Linked DNA regions of Mus musculus: regions 1, 3, 4, 5 and 6 are each linked to region 2. A link is a contact called in public Hi-C and promoter capture Hi-C data. All regions are on one chromosome and are shown on one strand. Each heading gives the region's core, a stretch centred on a gene start, on an enhancer-like site or on the middle of the called end of the contact. The rest is flanking DNA. Distances are from core to core; before and after follow the strand shown.

The links. Hi-C and Micro-C count contacts between places; a contact is called where the count stands out from the background. Capture Hi-C pulls out chosen DNA fragments and counts their contacts.
Region 1: a Hi-C map of the N1E-115 cell line shows a contact between it and region 2, with 6 times the contacts expected there. The contact joins the promoter of Mest here to the enhancer-like site in region 2. A contact is called at or near these places in 19 of 39 promoter capture datasets (the 3T3-L1 cell line, 3T3-L1-derived adipocytes, the C10 cell line and 10 more), 1 of 15 datasets of contacts at CTCF or cohesin (pro-B cells), 11 of 484 Hi-C or Micro-C datasets (the N1E-115 cell line, cerebral cortex, cortical neurons and 6 more), 23 of 115 datasets of contacts at active chromatin or transcription factors (astrocytes, bone marrow-derived macrophages, cardiomyocytes and 11 more) and 4 of 9 other capture datasets (adipose tissue, embryonic stem cells, liver and 1 more).
Region 3: a contact with region 2 is called in a Hi-C map of the N1E-115 cell line, with 5 times the contacts expected there. The contact joins two enhancer-like sites. A contact is called at or near these places in 4 of 39 promoter capture datasets (the 3T3-L1 cell line, the C10 cell line, hippocampal neurons and 1 more), 1 of 484 Hi-C or Micro-C datasets (the N1E-115 cell line) and 1 of 115 datasets of contacts at active chromatin or transcription factors (embryonic stem cells).
Region 4: a promoter capture Hi-C map of adipose tissue shows a contact between it and region 2. The contact joins two enhancer-like sites. A contact is called at or near these places in 1 of 115 datasets of contacts at active chromatin or transcription factors (embryonic stem cells) and 1 of 9 other capture datasets (adipose tissue).
Region 5: a contact with region 2 is called in a Hi-C map of uterus, with 2.6 times the contacts expected there. The contact joins two enhancer-like sites. A contact is called at or near these places in 9 of 39 promoter capture datasets (the 3T3-L1 cell line, 3T3-L1-derived adipocytes, the C10 cell line and 5 more) and 3 of 484 Hi-C or Micro-C datasets (bone marrow-derived macrophages, cortical neurons and uterus).
Region 6: a contact with region 2 is called in a Hi-C map of the N1E-115 cell line, with 4 times the contacts expected there. The contact joins two enhancer-like sites. A contact is called at or near these places in 1 of 484 Hi-C or Micro-C datasets (the N1E-115 cell line) and 1 of 115 datasets of contacts at active chromatin or transcription factors (pancreatic cancer cells).

The regions. Positions count from the first base shown.
Region 1 is chr6:30,736,648-30,739,347 of GRCm38.p6, forward strand. Mest (mesoderm specific transcript) reads left to right here and starts at 1,403. Exons shown (of 12, transcript NM_008590.2): 1 at 1,403-1,688. The coding sequence starts at 1,663.
Region 2 is chr6:31,036,819-31,039,518 of GRCm38.p6, forward strand. No RefSeq gene overlaps it. Among named protein-coding and RNA genes, the nearest start is that of Gm40359, 23 kb to the left of the region's middle. Within about 2 kb of position 1,318, at least 62 of the 459 cell types and tissues checked have an H3K27ac peak or open chromatin away from gene starts, as enhancers often do. A contact at or near this core is called in the N1E-115 cell line, adipose tissue, astrocytes and 8 more, where this site is marked.
Region 3 is chr6:30,591,575-30,594,274 of GRCm38.p6, forward strand. It overlaps Cpa4 (carboxypeptidase A4), which reads left to right. Exons shown (of 11, transcript NM_027926.3): 11 at 1-843. It overlaps Gm31453 (a long non-coding RNA gene), which reads right to left. Exons shown (of 3, transcript XR_868837.3): 3 at 2,561-2,700. Among named protein-coding and RNA genes, the nearest start is that of Gm31453, 18 kb to the right of the region's middle. Within about 2 kb of position 1,352, at least 21 of the 459 cell types and tissues checked have an H3K27ac peak or open chromatin away from gene starts, as enhancers often do. A contact at or near this core is called in the N1E-115 cell line, where this site is marked.
Region 4 is chr6:31,478,950-31,481,649 of GRCm38.p6, forward strand. All of the region lies in intron 12 of Mkln1 (muskelin 1, intracellular mediator containing kelch motifs), which reads left to right. Among named protein-coding and RNA genes, the nearest start is that of Mkln1, 81 kb to the left of the region's middle. Within about 2 kb of position 1,307, at least 26 of the 459 cell types and tissues checked have an H3K27ac peak or open chromatin away from gene starts, as enhancers often do. A contact at or near this core is called in adipose tissue, where this site is marked.
Region 5 is chr6:30,651,624-30,654,323 of GRCm38.p6, forward strand. It overlaps Cep41 (centrosomal protein 41), which reads right to left. Exons shown (of 11, transcript NM_031998.3): 11 at 1,834-2,700. Among named protein-coding and RNA genes, the nearest start is that of Cpa1, 14 kb to the left of the region's middle. Within about 2 kb of position 1,323, at least 27 of the 459 cell types and tissues checked have an H3K27ac peak or open chromatin away from gene starts, as enhancers often do. A contact at or near this core is called in uterus, where this site is marked.
Region 6 is chr6:31,517,965-31,520,664 of GRCm38.p6, forward strand. It overlaps Podxl (podocalyxin-like), which reads right to left. Exons shown (of 8, transcript NM_013723.3): 8 at 1,529-2,700. Among named protein-coding and RNA genes, the nearest start is that of Podxl, 45 kb to the right of the region's middle. Within about 2 kb of position 1,402, at least 119 of the 459 cell types and tissues checked have an H3K27ac peak or open chromatin away from gene starts, as enhancers often do. A contact at or near this core is called in the N1E-115 cell line and pancreatic cancer cells, where this site is marked.

The DNA of each region.
Region 1 (2,700 bases), core at 153-2,652, 300 kb before region 2:
GGGCCTGCTTTGTTGCCCACCCCATGGCGGGATCTGGGATACAAAAGGTTAATGAGACATGGTTTCAGACTTTGAGGGTCTTAGGCTGAGAAAGAAGGGCCCGACATGACAGAAAATATTCTGAAATCAAAAAGAAAATGTAAAAAAGTGCCACCCTTCGATCCCTCATTCACTTCACAATCTTGTGCATCGCCTGCGGAGGCTCCACACAAGCATTTGTTTCCTGCGGTCCCCGAAGAAGTATACCCTGGACCGCATTACGTGTTCTGATGACCCTCTCTCAGGTGCTGGCATTTTCAGTGTCAGCTGGGTGGTCACGAACTCCCCGAACATGGGAAGATACCCACAGGTTAGATCCCCCAAGGGTTCGACTGACCCATTGCAGTTCTCTGGCCCAATCTTGATCGACTGCACGGTTGGGCTTGGACATTGCAAAGCCAAAGCTGCAGCAAACCAGGCTCCGAAGAGAGGCCTGCAGCGCCCCCGCTGGGCCAGCCTGCGTTCGCAGCATCCCTAGCTTGCCCGTGCCTAGGCTGCTAGAATTTCAGGGAACGGTTCCAAACCTCACACAGGCATCACGATGCTCCGCACTTTGCGAAGGTGTGAAAGATGACTTTTAAGGGATTTGGGATTAAAAAAAAATCTACAGTTTTGTCCGCACCTCTAGGGTGTTTGCACTGTGATTGTGTTGCACGTAAAGGAGGCTTGTGCCCCCAATGAACGGTCCCCAACGCTGCTCCAGAAGGGCGCTGCAGCAGCTTCTGGCATGTGGACCACGTTGTGCTGCGGCAAAGGAAGTGTACCGGTGCCACCGTGGTGGTGACTTTGGCCCATTCTATGTGATCGCAGCCTGTCCATGAATGTGTCCACTTAGCCACTGATACCAGAGAATTTGTCCATTCCCTAGCCATTTAGTGTGCCCTTCCTTCTTTGTTATCATGGGCTAAGGGCTTGGGGTTGCCGCGCATTGGTGACCCGAATTTTTAGATGCGTACTCACTCTTAGGGCTCAAAACACACGTAGGAGGTAGAAAAGAAGTGGGTGCCGCAACAAGAACCCCAGCTTTGGGGTGTTTTATGTCTTCCAGGGTCTAGGGACCAGTGCGTGGTCCAAGGGATATGTTGGGGAGGGACTCTCTCAGACGTTTGTCATCCTTGCCCGCGGCATTAACACATGGGAAGGCTTTCTTCACTAGAATCTGGGGTTCAGGATTAGAGATCTATAAGGAAAGAGGGGGTAGCGGGTCAATACCCCTGGAGGCGCCCACGGGAAAGGCCCCCCCTCTCTGCAGCGGTGGGGAGGGGCTCTGCGGCGGGAGCGAGAAGGAGGGGCGCTGCGGCAGGATGGGCGGGTTAGAGGCGGGGCTCAGTGGGCTTTAAAAGTCGGTGCCTGCTTGCTCCTCTCTGCTTCGGCCACCAGCACATCCCGGTGCTTCTTCTCAGGCGCAGCAGCTTTCCTCTGCGGCAGCCGCACCTCGCCAAACGGCGTAGTGCTGCAGGCTCGCCCGAGTTGCTGCTTGCTGCCTCTGCTGCCGCTGCCGCGGGCCGCCCTGCGCGGACCGTAGGCTGCGCAGACGCCACCTCCGATCCTGTATCGCTGCGGGCGCCTCGGCGCGCCCTGTGATCCGCAATCCTGCGGCGGGCGGCATGGGATAATGCGGCCATGGTGCGCCGAGATCGCTTGCGCAGGTGGGTGCTGCCAGCCCGTGCCGCCAGAGGGGGTGTGGCCGGCCCGCACCCCGGAGATGCGGGAGGCAAAAATCCTTATCCAAAGGTTGCCGCCCAGCCCAAACTCTCGGAATCGCCCTCACTGATGATTTTTAGAACCAGGGTTTAGTCGCGTGAGATTTACGAATTTGAGGATTTTTGCATTAACATGTGAGAATTAGCCTTTTTTTGTCTGGGTCTTCGTTGTGGTACGATTTAGGAGGTGGTGGTGAAGCAACTTAGGATTCGAGAACCTTGGTAATGCCTGGTGTGTTCTAGGATCTTCAGAGCTGGTCATTGTTGTGGCGTGATTTAAGATTTCTAGACCACGGCATGTGATTTAGGAATTCAGGAGCTGAGATTGTCACAGAGCGACTTAAAATTTCCAGGTTCTGGACTCACAATGGCAGGGTTACCGCATAGGTGCGACTAGATCGTGCCGCGCAGTGTGGCCACGGCTATAAGTGTTGTTTGGGAGCCAGAAATGGAAACCCCGGGGGACACCGGCACGCGGCCAGGCTCTTAAAATGTAAAAAGAATTGTTTGCTTTGGTTTGTGGGTGCACAGCGTAGTTCTCAATAAGAATGAGTCAGGTGGGCTGGTTTGGTGGTATTAGATAAATATGTTTTTACATCATTTAAAGCAGTAAGAAATCAAGGCACGTAAAGTTTGTTGTGCGAGTGTGTTGAATTTTTGCTCTAAATCATGGTACCATCAAATATTAGAGAGTGGACTTAAAAATTATTGTTTAAACCTTTTGGTCCGATTGCTAGTTTCCTTGACTGCTAAAAATCTTAAAATGTTTGGGGTATTTTTACCAAGGTAACTAAAGCTGAGAATGGCTGGGGGGGGGGGTTGTCCCCCCTTTCCTGCATGGAGGAGGTGCACTGAGGTATGGTCCGGAGAGCGTGGGTGTGGCACCTCTGTTTCCCTGCGCCAGCAGGAAGCCCCTGTTCACTCTGCAGTAGGCGCCCCTCCCCGGCGTTCTGCTGAG
Region 2 (2,700 bases), core at 68-2,567:
TGGGCGGTGGTGGCAAATACCTTTAATGCCAGCACTCAGGTAGATCTCTGAGAGTTTAAGACCAGCTTGGTTTACAGAGCAAGTTCCAGGACAGCTTGGGCTATTCAGAGAGATCCTGTCTCAAAATGAAAAATGTGCTTTTCATTTGAAACATGTTTCCCAATGCTTTCTGATCTTATTCTCCATATCTTGCTTTCGTGTGGCTTTGCAAGCCTGTTATACTTTCCTATCTCCTCCATTTTAGCCGTTTGCAATCACTCTGCCTCTGTCTCCTGAATACATCTCCAGCTGACATTTGTTCTGCAGTGAACCTGTACTTTTCTTTGAGACATGAGTGTCTTTTATTATTATTATTATTATTATTATTATTATTGGTTCTTTGTGAATGCCACATCAGGCACCCCAATCCCACTCATCTCTCCTTCCTCTTGTACCCGCCCTACACACTTGTAACTTTCCCCCTAACAGATTTTATAAAAATCTCATTGTGGAAGCTGTAGTATGTCACAATGTTTGTCCACATTTCTTGGCTCACAAATGTTCATTGCAGAGTCATTGCTGCGGTCCCAGGCCTCTGGCTTCCCCTACACCATCAATACTGGATCCTCACTGGGACAGCCTCCTCTCAGATACCCTGTGGTTGTCCTGGGTCACGGAGATACTGCAGCCTTGGATCTGCAGGACCAGCCCCTTCACTCACTTCAGCAGTTCATTGATGAAGCAAATGTTGGGGTGCACCAACTCAGAGCCCTGGATCTGGGCTTTGGTGGTAGCTGAGCTGGTCAGCCTGTGGGGACTGGGAGGGGGAGGGGCTAGCTCTCCACCCTGGTGAGTGTCTTCTTACTTGCACAGAAATGGCTGACATTTGCTTTACGAAATATTTTATTGTTCCGTTTCCCCCGCGCTTTGCTTTAATATGTAGTCTGTCCTCTTGACCCTTTAAAGCGGCCTTCTGGTATTTACCAGACTTTGAAAATGTATTCTCCTGCTGCTCTCCACCCTCACGCTGTTCGCCCCGCATTTGCTGGCACCCACGTTTCCCCTCAAGACACGGTCACTGTGGATGAGGGACCACCTACTCCAGCAAGGCTTTATCAGGACTAGTAATCCCCATGACCGTATCCCCACGTCAGGTCACACTGGGAGACACTGGGGGCTACCTCCGCACGTGACAGGACCTCTAAAAGCCTCCCCTTTGTACCTGTGATGCTTGCCTCAGACAGCATGGCACGGCATCTCTTCAGTGCGACGTAGTGAGCCTGTGGCACGGCTTAGTCAGTTGAAGGCATGGATTGTGGCTTGCCCTCAGGCCAACAGCCATCTAAGCGGGGGAAACTTACGCAGTGCTGTTCGCCTCCCTGCCAAGCCTCTCCCACCGCCCCGGTCCAACTGTTTTGAATGGAACCATGGCTGCCACTTGGCAGGAAGTCTGGTTCAAACCAGCTTTTCCATCTCTGAGACACACTCTTGTTTAGATTTTCCCGTGTTGTCTGTCTGTCTGTCTGTCTGTCTGTCTAGCGTTGTACTGCTCATTTGAATGTGTAGTTGCTTTCTTTTTGTGTCTGTGAAGGATTCAGGCTGTTAATGTGTTTCTTTCTGTTTCATTTTGTGGAAAGGAGGTTTTATTTTCAATCTGTCTGCCTGCCTCTATCTATCTATCTATCTATCTATCTATCTATCTATCTATCTATCTATATATCTATATATCATCTATCTATCTATCTCTAGCAGTTTTAAGTGTTCATAGTTTCCCATCCATTTGGAAATTTTCTTTCTCTTCCCAGGCTCGCTGACCAGGAAGGGTTAAGTGAGATGATTTGTCACAATGCTGGCTCACGAGCACCCTCTTCTGTTGACTTAGAAGAATTGTGGCTTCTTTCTTTCTTTCTTTCTTTCTTTCTTTCTTTCTTTCTTTCTTTCTTTCTTTCTTTCTTTCTTATTATTTTTTATAGCTGTCTTTTGATTTTACCCTACAAGTTACTGGGTTTATTTTTTTTTAATTAGGTATTTTCTTCATTTCCATTTCCAATGCTATCCCAAAAGTCCCCCACACCCTACCCCTCCCCCACTCCCCTACCCACCCACTCCCACTTCTTGGCCCTGGCGTTCCCCTGTACTGGGGCATATAAAGTTTGCAAGACCAAGGGGCCTCTCTTCCCACTGATGGCCGACTAGGCCATCTTCTGCTACATATGCAGCTAGAGACACGAGCTCCGGGGTACTGATTAGTTCATATTGTTGTTCCACCTATAGGGTTGCAGATCCCTTCAGCTCCTTGGGTACTTTCTCTAGCTCCTCCATTGGGGGCCCTGTGTTCCATCCAATAGCTGACTGTGAGCATCCACTTCTGTGTAAGTTACTGTTTTTAATTAAGAAAGAAACCTCACTGGCTGCTAATAATGTTTTATTTCCTGATCTGTGTGGTAATTGTGAGATGGTGCTCACTTTGTGGAGATCCAATGAGCCACAGCTTACTACGTGTATAATATTTACATATGAATGCTATGCTTTAATAAAACGCTAAATGTGCACAGGTCCGTAATTCTTTAGTGACTCTTGGGCTAAACTTTATTATATTGAGGAAAATTACCTTCTACATCCAACCTTAATGGCCAATCCCACCACTAACCCCTCTATTTTAAGACAGGGTCTCACTATTTAGCCCCAGCTAACCTGGAATTCACTAGGTAAACCAGACTG
Region 3 (2,700 bases), core at 102-2,601, 450 kb before region 2:
CGTATTCTTCCTATTCCTCCTCCTCCTCCTCCTCATCATCATCATCATGGAGACAGGATCTCTTTATGTAGCCATGACTGTCCTGGAGCTTGCTATATAGACCAAGCTGGCCTTGAACTTACAGAGATCTGCCTGGCTCTGCCTTCAGCATACATTAAAGATGTATTATCACCATACCTGGCTCATCTTAATTCTTTTCTGTTGGCTCGAGCACACAGTCAAGCTCTTGTCCATTACAAGGCTCAGTGTTCAGGTGATGCCCTTTGCTTTTTAAACCGTCTTTTCTTTATATGTGGTGTTACTGGGATCCTCTAAGAGGGTCAGTTAGTTATGTTGTAGGCAAGGCTCTCAGGGGTCATGGGGAAACGGGGCTAGATTGCAGGGACAGATTAGCACCATCTGTCCTCTTGGCCTCACCACCACTCTGCCTTTTGAACTCACTTCAAAGATTTTGACCTCACCCCACAGGTCCTAAATCATCCCTAGAGCCTGGATAATCTCAGGGCCTCAGCACACTCCAGCTCCGGCTCTGGTGTGCCCTGCGTTTCAGGCTCCTGGTTTCTGTCCTCCTGTGTTTAATGTTACTTTCTATTTTGCATCCTGAACCCTGAGTACCTACCTGAAACAAGACTTCGTCAACAGCTAGACACTTCCTGTTCTCTCCTTAGCACATACTGTCTGCCCTGTTTGTGTTGTGGTTTTTGTGTTTTTGTTTTCTTGTGGGTATTTTTTTTTTTCTTTTTCTGTTTTCAATCATGTCTATAAATCTTAACCTTCTGCCTAGGATTTGGGCAGCATCTGGTGTGTCCTCATAAGCCAATAAATATTCAATATGGGTCTCCTATCATCTTTTATTCTTTGCTTTTACCTGAATAGAACTGAGCCACAGTCTTGAATATGCAGCTCTTTATAATGTCAAAAGTAAATTTTAATCCCTGTCCCTCTTGCATGACATGAACGAAAGCCTATTTCATCAGGCCAGGGGGCCTCTGGGGCAACGTTACCTTGGTGATCTCACTCTGGCTGGTTCTACTTCCTTGGTTTCTCCCCCGGAAGCTTGATATTCAGGGCTTCCATGATGATTAGACCCAGGGATGCTGACTCACGACTTTGGAGCCCAGATGAGGCCGATGATAAAATCAGAATACGAATGTACTAATTTACATCATGGCATGTAACTGTTTAATGGATTGGATCCTCACGTCGGCTAAACAGTATATTCTCAGTACATTCTCTCCCTGTAGGCAAGATACATGGGCAGCCAAATTATAATCAGAAGGTTGCTTAGTGAGCAGGCGTCGGAGCAAGGAAAGTTAATTAGAGTCTATGATTAGAATTTCTAATGGCACCCAGCTCTAATAGAATGATATGTCTACTTCTACAACCAGAACACACCTGCCAGCTGGTCACTTGTGTTGGGTAGTAAGGGCTGCTACAAATGCAATAGATATCTTTGTAGTCGCCACAATGCTTGTCTCTGTGACCCACCTGTGACCTAGCTCCATTTCTGGCCACTGCCCCTCAGATTGAGATTTTCCTTCAGATTCTTCAGGGATTTCTTAAGCAGGGCATGAAGAGCCAAAGGAGAATAATGATAACAATAATGGTGCGTGTGACTAGAATAAAACCTAGGACATTAGTTCTTTAAGAAACACAGCAAAATGAGTTATAAGAAGAGATTCACAACATTCACAATCTTTACAACAAAGAATGTATGCAGACCTGCAGGTCAGTAAGAACACAGATAATGCTGTGGGGAAACTGGGCAAGCTGTCTGAGCATATCTAATCATATAAGCATATCATGCAAGAGGAGGGGCGGATGTCTGACAAACATATTTTTGTAGGGATGATGGGTGACTGAGGACATCCAGAGCAAGGAGGCCACTCTGCTCATTCAGTTAACAGAACTGGAAACGATGGGACAGATGTGAGCGGAAGGTTCTTTTGTACATCCTTAGTGGACAGCTGAGCTAGTAAAACCGCTAATGTGGAAACCATTCTGTCACCATCTCCTGAAGCTGATGATCCAGTTACTTCCACCCCAGAAGCAAGCCTGAGAGAGCCAATGGGAGAGTCAGGAAGAACAGTCATGGAGGCACTGCTCATCCCAGCGAAGGCCTGGGAACAACGGGAAGAGCATCATCACCGTTGGCACTGATAAATAAAACGTGCCATGGCCACAGGCTGAAGTCATGTGTGTCAATCAAAATTTACTATGATTTTTTTTTGAGAATTAAAACTGCATACCCACATGGACATGCATGCACAATGTATACATGTATAAGGAAGACATATATGTCTTGATAAAATTATTTAAGGGAAGGAGGACATAGCCCATCTACTCCGAGCCCTCCTTCCTTGTGAAATGCACTGATCTCTTAGCTGCTGTGGGAGTTCACTGTTCACAGTTCAAATCTCACCTCCTTCCTTTCTTCTTAAAAAAAAAAAAAACCCAAAATACCACATTTATTTATTCTCTCTCCTTTCCCTTCCCCCTCCCCCTCCCCCTCTCCCTTCCCCTCCCTCTCCCTCCCTCTTCTTCCCTCCCGCCTCCTCCATTCATGCAGGTCAGAGCACAACTTTCAGGAGTCAGTTCTCCCCTTCCACCATATGGGTTCTGAGGCTTGGTAGCAAGTGCCTTTACCCACAGAGCCATCTGACTGGCCCCAGTCTTTCTCCCCTTCTAATCCTCAAGACT
Region 4 (2,700 bases), core at 57-2,556, 440 kb after region 2:
CCTGTGTTGACCTCTAGCCTCCACAGGCACCAACAAGCACATGTATTTGCACGCGCGCACACACACACACACACACACACACACCTTACCACCCCACCTTAACCCCCACAAACACTTACCACCCCACACCTTAACACCCCCCCCAACACACACACATCTATATCCACACACACAAATACATATGTTGTTGTTGTCATTTATGGGCACTATGTTAGAGTAACCCTCTTTTAATTAAAGTTGTTTACATAGAAGAGGAAAAAGACTGGTCTGGTGAGATGGCTCGGTGGATAAAGTCCTTGTGATGCACACCAGGTGGTCTGAGTTCTATCCTGGGATCTTATGATGGAAGGAGAACTGTGTCCTAGAAGTTACCCTCTGACTTCTTGCAGACATAATGTATGACAAGTAGCCTATCTACTCACACACAATTGAAATAAAAATCTCAAAGAAGAAAAGTTATTTTCTTTAAAACGTAACACTAAAGGAGAAAATGTAGAGTCATTTGGCTCTCAGGATCTGTACTCATACCCTCCTTACTGGAGTTCAGGCTAGAGGTTTGTTTGCTGTGTTCTGTTCTTTGTGACTACCAGTAAAATGGACAGTCTTACAACCTAGTCTCTGATTCATTGGCCAGGGCTACAGACCTGCAACCCTAGAGTTTTCCCAACCGTAAAGAACAAAGTAAATGGAAGATGTGGAAATAAATATTTGAAAATTTCTGCAGACCCAAAACACTGATCTTCAGATTGTAAATGGCCCTCTACAAATAAAATAAAATAAAATGAAGTTAAATTTCAGAAAACCAAAAGGTCTCCTTGCCAGATCATCAAGGCAGATCATTGTGTATTAAGGTGCATTTTTGTATTCTGTTAGAAAGAGGACCTCCTAAACTCTCCTAGAACAAAATGAGTTGCACTCAAGGAAACAGGACTTAGAAGGACATAGAAACTCTCAGTGCCATTAGATACTACAAGATAAAGAAAATTCTTGGAAAAGTTACTAAACTGGAGATACTTTTGTAGCCAAAATGGTGAAGAAAAAAGGGAAGTTATTTTTAGATCTACTGGGTAAATCCATGTTTACGCTCTAGACCTACCTCTTAGCAGTTTAAACAGTTGCAGAATCATCTCTCTAAGCACAAGAAGTCCAGAGTAGACCATGAGCGCTGATGCAGTGATTCAGCCCCCAGGTTCCCTCCTGTGCTGCACTGTCTTTAGTAAAAGTGGTAGCTATCTGGAGACAAGTTCAAACATGCCTTTCCTTCCAAAGGTGGCCGGCAGGGATTGCAAAATTTGTCCTGACAACTCCCAGTGGGATTCTGCTTAGATTTCATTGGCTAGAACTGTGAAACCAGGGTTCACTAGAGAGTCTGGGGAAGCATGTGTTTCGGGTATGAAGCAAAAAGGGTTGGAAATAGCAGTTATCTCAAGATAGGAAACTGATAGAACTTTTATGTACTATTTTTTTAGAAAGATACTTTATATACTAACAAAACAATAAGTATCAAAAGAGAAAACACAGAAGCTTTAAAAAAAAAAAAAAAAGAAGAAAATCCAACATAGAAAAACAAAGGGGGATTTCCAAGATGTGGCCCAGTGAGCACCAGTGTGGCACAGGGGTTCTAGATCAAAGTAGGCTTTTAAAGATTTATTAATTGATTGTATCCATGCATGTGCTCAGGGCCTAAGCTTCATGCCAGCCGCAGCAGCTGTAGTTATTTCGACCTTACTGTATGCTAGATTATCTTTTATTGATGGTAAGATCCTGATAATAATTGAACATAATTCAACTACATGGTGATAGAGCCAAGACTAAAGATTTCACTGCACTGCACCACTTCCCAAAACTGAACAAAAGTCTCACAGAGTAATAATAGTGGAAACAAAGCTACTTAAAAAATTTTTATTGTAATAAATTTAATGGTTATAATCTGAAAACATTTAAATTTGTAACAATTATATAGTCATTTGCAACATTGTTATCTTTAATCAGTTATGACTACCATTGTGACACTTCTCTTGTGCCTTTTTTGTTGTAACTACAAAGGTAATAATCTCATGGTTGAGATTCTAAAACAATAACAACAACAAAACCCAGAATGATACAAAACAATCCAACTATTCAGAGATAATCTATTAACATTTTGATGTATCACTTCCTAATCTTTAAAAAGGGTGATTGTATCCAGTTTTGTTTTCTGACATTTTAAATTTTACATAGGTTTCTTTTGGTGATGATTTTTCCTTTATCATAGTTTTATTGCTATGAACTTAAAGTAATAGAAAGGCAAGTTGTCTCATTCACTAGTTATTGCATTTGTCAGTTCTTCCAAAATTAAAATTACATGTTTGCTGTGTATTAATTTTTAATTGGTTTACAGGGAATTAACCACACAAAGCATGCAAATCCATTCATTAATTTAACAGCATTTGCCGGGCGTGGTCTAGCACTCGGGAGGCAGAGGCAGGCGAATTTCTGAGTTCGAGGTCAACCTGGTCTACAAAGTGAGTTCCAGGACAGCCAGGGCTACACAGAGAAACCCTGTCTCGAAAAAAAAAATTAGCAGCATTTGTTGATTGTTTACTAGCATTTAAGGTTTATTAGACCCCCTCTCTTCAAATAGTTCATTGACTTCCATTTTCCAAAGATTGTTTTAAGCACTAAGGATCTACATGAGGACCCCAGGGATTAAGCTAACTC
Region 5 (2,700 bases), core at 73-2,572, 390 kb before region 2:
TACCAATTTAAGGCTCGCATTATAATTTCAGTAATTTTTGTTTGTGGTGTATGTGTACATACATGTTCACGTGGGTGTGCTCATGTGTGTGCATGGAGGCCAGAGGTCTTTCTCAGCTGTCCTCTACCTTGTGTTATGAGGCAGGGCTAGACTCACCCTATCTCACCAAACCTGGAGCTCCCTGGCTTGGCAAACAGGCTGGCCTGGCACAGCTCCTGGGGACCCTTCTGTCTCTGCCTCCCCCCCCCCTTTTTTTTTTTTTTTTTTTTTGGTTTTTTGAGACAGGGTTTCTCTGTGTAGTCCTGGCTGTCCTGGAGCTCGCTCTGTAGACCAGGCTGGCCTCGAACTCAGAAATCCGCCTGCCTCTGCCTCCCGAGTGCTGGGATTAAAGGCGTGTGCCACCACGCCCGGCACCTCCCCTTTTATGTGGGTGCTGGGATCTGAACTCAGGTTCCCATGTTTGCACAGTTAGCATGTTACCCAGTGAGCCATTTCCAGCCCCTGATTGCAATAATTACTAAAAGCCTGCAAAGGTTTAACTACCCAAATGCATTCTCAACCCCGGGAAGCACACTGGGCCTTGTTTTATCACGTTTTACAAGAAAAATATACTTGTTAACAAAAATAATTGAATTGATATAAGCATTCAACATGCTCACATAATTTGGTTGATGAATTATAATCCACATGGTCCTAATTTTGTTTTGGAGAGAGAAGTATTATGGGGCTTAGATCTTGAAAGAACTATGAAAAACAAAAATGCACATTAAAGACATTCAACAGTTTGTTAAATATTCTTAATGACTGATTATCTTCAGGGTTGAACAAGAAGAGGTAGTCATGGATTTATGTGCAGGCAGACTGAAATTCGTTATGTTCCCAAACATGTCAGACAACATAAAAGACAGACTCTGTAGACAATAAACAACCTGGCGGGAACAAAAACCAACAAGAAAAATCACTGGCATATTTCTCCCAGACCAGGAGCCTGACAACTTATATTCCCCAAGGGAGCAAGAGGAGGAGGGTTTGGTTTTGTTCTGTTTGTGTCTGAGTAGCTTAATGTCTTAAGTTCTGTAGAATTTAAACAGCACCACAGGAAAAACTCCCTGAGCAACTAACGGACATTATTTATTCTAATTCCTGCTTACACCAAGTCCAATATGACTGCCCGGCTCTGGCTTCCCACCACAGAGAAAGAAAAAAGAAAATCACTTCTAGGCTATTTACTCATTCCACAGATTTTCAATAGAGCCAGCCTGAGGTTACAGCCCAGGATGTGTTCCCCCCCCCCCTTTTTGAATGAACACTGTAGCTTTTTCCTTCCTCTCTCCCGCCACTTCCTGCCTCTCTTCTATCTTCCCTCCTTTGTCTCCTGGCTTCCTTCCTGCCTGACCTCTTAAATAGCCTGTACCCCCTTAAATGGCCTCCCTTTCTTAAACACATACCCCTTGATAAACATTTTATTGACGAGACACTGGCCTAAGGATATCACGTATCTCACAGAGCGCACAAGGCTCCAGACAAGGGGGCAAGCTAGTCCCCAACACAACCGACACAAAAGCCATGAGATAGTCAGCCAAGGTAGCAATCCGGTCCTGCCTGGGTTCCAGGAAAAGCATGGGTCTCCCGACTAGAAAGCTATGGTCTCTTGCTCTAAACTGGAATGATTTCCAGATTCACTGATGCAAAGAACATACGCCTTTCTGGGAAATGCAGTAAAGAGAGGTACATTTTCAAATCACTCTAGTCTCCCGGGGCTCCCCCAAATCATTCTGACAGAAAGGAAGGGAGAAGTTGGCAGGTTTCAGCACATTAATAGCAAACGACAAATTAGTAACTACGTTCTTTAATCTTCAACATTCATAATTGCACAAAGTATCACTGATCATTTAAATAATACATGTCAAATAATCTAATGAAGAAACTGGTAAAGTGGAACGTTAGGAAGCAACAGTGTTGGAGAGGAACACTGAGTGCAGAAGGGGTCGGCTCTCTTGAAGTTTGAGACTCTTGCCAACAGGGCAAAGAGCTATGGAGAAACACATGGAAATACATTCAGCCTGCTAGACCACGCCAGTAAATACACAGCAATTCTAACAGCTTTGCCGAAACAGTCTCTGTACGTATATACAGTCATTTCCAACACTAACATCCATTGGTGGGAATGCAGATCAGGAACAGACAGAGACTTCCAAAACAGAATTGGGTGTAGAGGTCTACCTCCTGACTGGCTGATGTTAAACTGGCAAACCAGAACTCTGTCACCGAGGAAAGGTATTTTCATTACAAATGTATACGTGTCAAAGATGACTGAAAATCTTGTCCATGCTAGGGGAAAGTTGAGTGTGGAAAAATTTGCATTTTTTGATCTATGCTGTAAAGAAAATAAAAAGCCAGTGCATGTTGGCATTAGCAAAAGGCTGAACCAAGCTCTCAGGCAATAAATTTATGGGGAAACACGACAGGCTCCTCATTAAAGCTATGTGTACGTTGGCTGAATTTTATACACGATTCTTGAATCTTGTGGAAATTTGGGCACGGCCTGACATCTGAACAATGTCCCTGGTTTGTTTGATTTCTAAAGCATTGGAAAATGTTGCACTCTGGAAATCAAGTGGAGAAGAATAAACATACTCTGAAGCGGGGCTGGGTTGACTGAGTTATTTTTCCATATGTCTCCATGAGATATTTATTACG
Region 6 (2,700 bases), core at 152-2,651, 480 kb after region 2:
CAGCGTGTGCTGTCTGCTCTTTCCTCTCGCTTCATTAGGCGTCCCCTCCTTCACGGTTTTTGTTTCAGAAGAGAAGAGATGGGAGGCAGCTGAGCATGATGCCCTTTCCACAGTGCCTTGGATAGCCACAGAAACTGTCCTGTGCCCTCAGCCAGGAAAAGCAGGGCAGTCAGTAACAGCGAAGACAAGAGCCAGGATCTGTCCACTATGCTGGAAAGCCTTGATGATTGGCAGAATCCAAGAGAGGAGGAGGCTTAGCGGTGTACAGACTGTACAAACTGGGACATGTTGACCAGTCTCAACTGTACAAGTAAATATTAGCAGTAGATCGTCTGAGAGACTCCTGTCGGTTTCATTAAAAGGAAGTGTTTGAGAAATGCCCCTGAGTGTTTGCCTGTCCTATCTTTCTTTTTTCCTTTTGGGTTCAGAAGAGAGGTGGTTTGGGAGGGAGCTTATAGGTTGAAAAAAATCAACTAAGAGGACCTCTAGATTGTTAGGGCAAGGAGCCAGGTCAGCGACTACTCCGGAAGAGAATGGAGCCTTAGAGCTAACTTGTGGGCTGTGATAAACTGTGAGTCACTGTTAGAACAGTGCCTGAGCAGGGCCATGGTCCTTTGGGAGTTCCTGGCATTTAGATCTTTTCTGTGTCTTTGGCATACTCATGAGGTTAACCTCAAAATACCCTGGCCCTAACTCTGGCCTACCCCTCTGGGTGTCACTTGCCTACTAGTGCACAAAAGATTAAGGGGAAAAAAAAAACCAAAAAACAAAACAAAACAAAACATCCTGGTAACTGTGGATGTAATCCAGAAATGAAGTTTGTTTTTAGAATTCAGGCATGATGGTGGTATGGAGAAAAGAATCTGGCACTGAAGAGAGAAAAGATGGAGTCAGGGCCTGAGCCAAAGAGAGGAAGTCTGCAGTCTATCACGTAGTACGGTGAGTTTCCTATAAATGAGGTGAAGATGTCATATGACTGCTGAGGTGGAGGCAGAGATGGGCCAGCTCTGCAGGGCAGACCTTTCCCTTTCCCTACTTCAAGCTGGTACGTAGGGTTCTCTTGCCCTGAGAAAATGTAGCTGTTGGTAATGTGGCCGAGAGATGTGTCACATTCACGCCCATCAGCTCCATCCTTCACTGGGTGAGAGGGGAAGCACCACCTCTCTGTGCAGACCCGAGCTGGATTCTAGCGCTTGGTTTTATCTCTTGGTGGTGTTTTCACACCCAACTGGCATGGTATCTTTCATTGGTGATGGTCACATATCTTTACACTCCAGGCAGAAGTAAGAAGGGTGTTAGATGGTGACAAATTTGTAAACATTGCACAGCAAGGAACATGGTCCTCTCAGGCGCTGGCCCTGCGGTCCTCCACTCCTTCCAGCATCTCCTCTTTCCCCCTCTACTGGCGGAATGCTGCAGGTGCTGATGAGAGCAGGGGATGCTGCCCAATTATACAGGAGAAGGAGCTAATGTCCCTGCTCAGGTGGAGAATTTTAAGCCAAAGCAAAACACTAGGGCCTGAACCAGCTTACACAAAAGCATTTTTATTGACAGTGTACAATTTTCCAAAATAGACTTTATAAGAAAATGCAATAGTTAACTATAATCTCTCAATAAATTCCAGTGTACTTTAGACCCCTGTCCACTACAACATACACTCCCCCAATCTCCTGGGCAAGCTGGTTGACATTCACAAACAGAAAGGCCCCCACAAAACAGTGATCCTGGCCAGTGGTGGGTTTGCGGCAGACCGAGGGAAGCATCAGACACCTGACGGTGACACAGGCTGTTCTACACAGGGCTTCTCCCCCTCTGCCTTCATCTATGCAGTCCCTTTGAGCCTCATTCTGCTGGACATTCCTCAAGGAGTTTTCAAAATTAATTCCTGACAGGAAAACAAAAACAAAAACCCAAGCCCCTAGAATGCTTATTTACACCTCGGACCACATGATTCCAGAGCCCCAAATATGGCTGCTATTGTCCCTTGTGTTCTCCCAGCCCCTCCAGGGTCATCGTGAGGAAGGCTGGCGGTCTCCTATAACCTTGTACCTAGAAGTTGCAGTCCTTAATTCCCTGTTCTTGAGAAACACGCAGCACAGGGTGGGCAGTGTGGGATGCGTGTTTTCCTCTTGTCCCTGTCCCTGGGGAGACTCTTTGTGTCTTCAGATGTGATTTCCTGTAGGGAGACTAGACTGTATCTCCAAACCTTTCCCCGTGACCATCACAGACCATTCTCAACTCCAGCCTGAACTGCAGTAGGACTGCGACTTGGCAGGGGAGGTGTAAATCCACTATCTCCAAGGCAAATACGTTTGTTACCAGCCTGTCTTGTTACTTTCTTCATTTTTAAAAAAGTCATCTCTACTAAATAGACATTTACATTCTTGTTCAGAAGTGGGGAGGGAGGCTTAGCTATCTCTCATAGCTATCAAATCTTTACCCCAAGTTTACTCTCTGAAAGTAGTACAAGGTAAATAAACATGTGGCTCTTGTATTTACATTGTCAAAAATATGCATAGATCTTGTCAACTTCAACTTACTCTCCAAAGTTTCACCAGTGTATTGTCCAAAAAATAGGCAAAGACCAATAGAACTCAAACACTGATAGAGTGGGCTGGCTCACTCTATCAGGGAAGATAGAAGTGAGTGTCCTAGATGAGTCTGGGTCCTTTTCTGCCGGGCAGACTGCTCAGTGCCCCA